Linked DNA regions of Mus musculus: region 1 is linked to region 2. Evidence: chromatin contacts called from public Hi-C data. All regions are on one chromosome and are shown on one strand. The core of a region is the stretch at or near the end of the contact, and the rest is flanking DNA. Distances in the headings are between cores, read along the strand shown.

What was found. Hi-C and Micro-C count contacts between places; a contact is called where the count stands out from the background.
Region 1: a Hi-C map of pancreatic cancer cells shows a contact between it and region 2, with 2.1 times the contacts expected there. The contact joins two enhancer-like sites. A contact is called at or near these places in 1 of 15 datasets of contacts at CTCF or cohesin (CD8 T cells), 3 of 484 Hi-C or Micro-C datasets (bone marrow-derived macrophages, cerebellum and pancreatic cancer cells) and 4 of 115 datasets of contacts at active chromatin or transcription factors (CD8 T cells, embryonic stem cells, regulatory T cells and 1 more).

What each region holds. Positions count from the first base shown.
Region 1 is chr8:34,759,399-34,762,098 of GRCm38.p6, forward strand. No RefSeq gene overlaps it. Among named protein-coding and RNA genes, the nearest start is that of Dusp4, 47 kb to the right of the region's middle. Within about 2 kb of position 1,338, at least 71 of the 459 cell types and tissues checked have an H3K27ac peak or open chromatin away from gene starts, as enhancers often do. A contact at or near this core is called in pancreatic cancer cells, where this site is marked.
Region 2 is chr8:34,501,361-34,504,364 of GRCm38.p6, forward strand. It overlaps the pseudogene Gm8268. Among named protein-coding and RNA genes, the nearest start is that of Gm40489, 14 kb to the left of the region's middle. Within about 2 kb of position 1,496, at least 9 of the 459 cell types and tissues checked have an H3K27ac peak or open chromatin away from gene starts, as enhancers often do. A contact at or near this core is called in pancreatic cancer cells, where this site is marked.

The DNA.
Region 1 (2,700 bases), core at 88-2,587, 260 kb after region 2:
AAGATAGCTAGCTATCTTGGAAGGATGTTCAAGATATACCATCTGGTTAAAACAAATTAGCCGGGTGTGGTGGCACACGCCTTTGATCCCAGCACTCGGGAGGCAGACGGATTTCTGAGTTCGAGGCCACCTGGTCTACAAAGTGAGTTCCAGGACAGCCAGGGCTACACAGAGAAACCCTGTCTCGAAAAAAAAAAAAGTGAGGTGTCTAACAGGGTTTACAGATATGACTGCCTGTACATACAGACAGTGGAAGCAGTAACACATGCCAACTGTCTTTGGAGGAAAGCATAGGACATTGGCAACCATGGGGAGTGGGGATGAAGCTAGAAGCAAGGCTCTTGTTTTCACTTCATTTATTTCTGGTTGAAATTTTTTTTTAGCATGTAGATATATTTATTATCCTTAGTGAAAAACAGTAATAAATAGCAAGTCAGTCATCTATCACGCTGCTGGTTTTCTTTTGCTTTAGAAAGTCTGCTGCACACACGGGCGCATGCATGTGCTCTAGAGAATAAGAGAAGGGGTAAATAAGACTGGATGCACATTTTAAATCCGCCACCTTCTCCCCTGAGCCTCGTTCTACCAGGCTCTTCTTGCAGTTATAATTGGCTGTGCATACACACCAGCCTACAGGGAGGAAATGCAGTAGTCAATAGGCTATCGTCGTCTGTGTGCTGGGGCTTATATTTCATATTCTAAATTGATAGTCTCCTCTTGGGGCTTAGATTATTATGTACTTTTTTTTCCCCTAAATAGAATAAAAAGATTATGGAACTTAAATCAAAAGACCAGGTCCTGGTAGGGAGAGTTACCCTTGAGGTATCTCTACTGAGGGCAGCTGGACCCACTGGTATAAGAGACCTTCAGCTGTTTATCTAGAATATTCCACCCACCATAAAGATGGTCACCAGAGGAAAAAAAAATCAAGCTGGGTTTGTTCGGGTGCCACCTTCAATCATCCCTAACACTCAAGGCTGTTGTGGTGTTTTGTTTTGTTTTGTTTGTTGTGTTTTGTTTTGTTTTGTTTTGGGCTCATGACTTCATGACAGCCCATTTCCAGCAGGGAGAGAAAGAATGGAAAGTTTTGCCCATCTTCCATGATTCTGCACCTCCATTGAGAGCTGGGCCATCAGCAAAGGACCTTGTTGTGGAGCAAAACAAATAGAAATCAAAAGAAACCACAGAAATAGCAGACCTGGGCCATCTCAGAGACTGTGTCATTAAGTGTAATTTCATCAGCCCTGGGCTCCAGGGGCGTGATTTACACAGGTCAGTCAGCCTCCCTCGCGATGGGAAACTCATTTTTAATAAATGATAGCAAGTAGGTTTATTCAGACTTGTGACTATGAGTCACCGTGTTTGAAGCCGTATGACAAACACCACCAGAAACCAACAGATGACCTTGGCCATGGGACCTTTTTTTTTTTCTCTGAAAAAAAACAAATATATTTCCTGACCATGATATTGAGGCCTGAAAGTCTGTGTGAGATTGGTGAGAGATGTGTGGGGCCCATACATTGAGAGGACCAGGGTGAGCCCTCCTGGCCCTTCCTCTTCAGCAAGCCTGTGTGATTCAGTACCCAGGGAAGCCGAGGAGGAAGAAGTATATTTGATTCTGACTAAAACTGAACATCAGTGAGAGAGGAGAGTAAATTACTTTTTGAAAACAAAACAAAACAAAAAAATCTAAAAAAAAAAACAAAAAACAAAAAACAAAAACAAAAACCCCTAAAAACCAAAAAAGTCACAGCTCTGTGATTCTTGCTGCCACTAAAATTACTACAAATTAATAGGCTGACGGCTCCACAGTCGCTCCCCTCTTCTGAGTCCTTCACATTGTGACAAAGCACCTTTTCCAACCAGGAAATGAGAAAGCACGGGGTGGGGGTGGGGCTGGGGCTGGGGCTGGGAAACACTGGGCCACAGGCCAGAGAAATGGCAGAATCAGTGTGCGAGTCTGGATGAAGGTAAGAGTTACAAGAACATCATACCTTGTGAGGTCAGGAGTCTCCCTCTTGAAGGGACACATGCCTTCCTTGTGAGCTTAGGAGCAGCTCAGGGTGCAGTCCCGTCCCCCCCCATGGCATCCGATTGCTGCCTCTCCTCTGCTCCTCCAGTCTGCTCTGCATTTCAGCTTTTTGCCCCAAAGCTCTGCCCTCCCTACCATCCAGTAGTAAATCGGGAGAGTAATATCAGGGCGGAAAGGAATATCTGTTTCTTAACTGGAAGAGGAGAAAAAGAGCTTAAGACTCTTTTCTGACAAGGTAGAAGTCTCAGCTTCACTCCCACCCCCCAACACACACCCACAAAAAGAACACAAGTAGATGTGTTTTAAGAAGCACAAGCCAAAAGATACTTTATTTCTGGTCTTCATTTTTGTTTTTTGTTTTAGCACCAAATCAAATTGTGGCTCCCTTTCTTTCTTTGTGTATGTGTGTGTGTGTGTGTGTGTGTGTGTGTGTGTGTGTGTGTGTAACATGTAAGCTTGCTTATTCATATAGGTAAGAGAAAACTCTGGGGGGAACTCAGAGACACAAATAACGCTGCTTTTCAGGGAGAGGTCTTCTTGTGTTGAATGGAAGAGGTATTTATCACCTCCCCATCTAAATCAAATCTATATGTAAATAAAATGTGTAGAAACGGAATGCATCTTAACTGATGCATAAATAAACTGACCTATAAATAGCATTGAATGCA
Region 2 (3,004 bases), core at 246-2,745:
GGCACTGCAGAGAAAGCCTCATAGCATTACTGAAAATGCACCAGAAGAAAAAAATGGGGGTTACAGCCGTATTTGAAGAGGTGACAGTCAATTTTCCAGAAGAAATGCAAGAATGAGTCTAGAATTTCAAAGTTAGGTTAAAAACTGAAAACAACACACATGCTTGGGGCGTAGTCACATCTGCACACACTGGCTAAAACATGGGGAATGGAAGGAAAGTGGCCGCCCTTGAAGGAGCGACCAAAGGAACGGCCAACTTCTCAGCTGTAATTGTAGGAGTCAGTAAAGGGACCAACATCATCAGTGCACCCCAGACACCTGCCAGCCTAGAACTCGTGACACTACTTTTCAGTGATGGGACAGAAAGGAAGGCACTTCCAGAACCAAAGTCGAAGGAAAGTGTGTGCCACCAGCAGTGTGTCTCTAAAGGAATTGAGGCAGGAGTCAGCCTTAAGTAGAAAGTGTAGACACAGGAAGGAAGAGAATGCAGACCAGACTCACATAATTCTGAGAAGAGTTGTGGCCAATGAAGATATGAGAAGATAAGGATCGTCCCTGGGGAACAGAGAAATAAAAATCAAGGCGACGGTGAGATTTTATTTTCTTCCCATTCTGTTATAGAAAAGTGACATGACTTGGGGAAATTGGAAGTCTTTGTGGGCATGTGCAGCCCTGGGCTTCCTATCCTGTCTTGAGGAGACTGTGCCCTGGAAAACAGTGTGCCTATCTCCTAAGTTCAATGTTAACCCATATGTTCCTATGTTTAGAGAAGATCTTGTAGTCATACCAGGGAGACAATTTAAACAATGTTCACAATCATGTGATCTATCAAAATATGGAATTCCCCTTCAGCGTGATGAGTAACGGGATAAGTGCATAAACTATGGTATAGACAGTCACACAGAGATAGTCGTAACAGGTAAGATATATGAGGTATAGCTACCTAGGAAGTTTTGTTTTAAATATTATACGCAGACCCCAAGTTAAAGGCAAAGTCTTCCACAAGACTCCCCTCATTTCAGATGCCAACTGTTGGCCTCAGGGTTCCTCGGGTCACCTGCATTTGTAATCACTGCTGTACATCTGATGACTCCCAGGATTCCTTTGGCTTGCTACTTTACTGTCATCACCAGTTCTCTAGAAGCTCGTACACAGGGAGAGATGGATGTGATCAGGTTTACATCCTTTCTCCATGAAACAAGTCTACTGGTCTTCCAAAAGACTGATGAATCCTTAACATTCAGAAAGGTCCACTGAGTTTGTAGCTCAGAGTTTTGGGTGAGGGAGATATCATTCATGTCTACACTAGATATGAATGATGAAAGCACTGGGCACATCTTTAAGCTCAGTCTCTCCCCTCCTATCTCCTTCATGAACACAGGCTCAGGTCCAACCCTTTAAGCCTACAGCTGTGTCTGGTGGTAAGACCACTTCCTAAGGCAGTCTGACGCCCCTCCTGAGTCATTTCATCAGTGTGATAAGCACACTTCTATTACTCAGGAAATTCCAAGGATTTTTGGAACTCTATGCCAGGGACCCAAGTCAAAGGACTTCTTTACTGTGTAACAACTCCCTAATTAAAGAAAAAAATCCAGCAGACCCAATCTCTGTCCTGAGGTCTATTTCCAGGAAATGTGACTTAAGATAACTGTTGCCAGGAATGGTTTGAGGAAACATGAGTGATTGTTCAGTCCCAACTGTTCTGTTCTTTGTAGAGCTGGGGAACCCAAGGGTTCAGTCATTGCTGAGGTGGCTCTACTAAGTCAGCATTCTCCATTCTGAGAGCACATGACAGTGTCACTGCTTGGGTATATACAAGATTTAAAAAACGCTCTTGGGCCTGGATTGGTCTGCAGTTTTTGTTTTAACTACAGACATGCCATTAAGTAACATGCAATACTTCTGATACATGCATGTATTGTTGAACATGTCTTCATAGTGAGAGCAGCACAGCATTTGCTTGCACAGAGCCTGGATGGTAGAGGTCATGCACTTTATCATGGCCTCAGTATGCCGCCCACAGAGATGGTAAGCACAGACTTATGATCTGCAGCTAGTAAAACCATGGTTTTTACAAGAACACTTTCAACAAGTTAGAAGGGGTACGCTTCAAGATAGGAACAAGAGCCAGACGTAGAGATGGGATATGATGATGAAGAGGTCAGCTCAGCTCAGAGCCATTGGAAAATTCCACCAGGCACCCCTCCCCTCCTGGAAGAAACAGGTCAGAGAGCATGTAGGCAGGAAGGAAGAGGCTAATTAAGCCCCTACTACCTCATTCCCTAAAGACCAATCAATTTAAAGGGCATACTGTTCTGCCAATCGTATTGTGTCTTGTTGCCGATGTTCTAGTCTGCCTCTGGAAACTGTATAAATACTTGCCAGATGCCCAGGGTCACCACTTCTCCTTCGGGTGCAGGATGACAACCCGAGCATGCTGGAACAATAAATTCCTCATGCTTTTGTATCGATCCCCAGCTCCGAGTTGTTCACTCAGGGGTCCCTTTCTGAATGTTAAGGATTCATCAGTCTTTTGGAAGACCAGTAGACTGGTTTCATGGAGAAAGGATGTAAACCTGATCACATCCATCTCTCCCTGTGTACGAGCTTCTAGAGAACTGGTGATGACAGTAAAGTAGCAAGCCAAAGGAATCCTGGGAGTCATCAGATGTACAGCAGTGATTACAAATGCAGGTGACCCGAGGAACCCTGAGGCCAACAGTTGGCATCTGAAATGAGGGGAGTCTTGTGGAAGACTTTGCCTTTAACTTGGGGTCTGCATAAAATATTTAAAACAAAACTTCCTAGGTAGCTATACCTCATATATCTTAACTGTCACGACTATCTCTGTGTGACTGTCTATACCATAGTTTATGCACTTATCCTGTTACTCATCATGTTGAAGGGGAATTCCATATTTTGATAGATCACATGATTGTGAACATTGTTTAAATTGTCTCCCTGGTGTGTCTACAAGATCTTCCCTATACATAGGCACATGTGG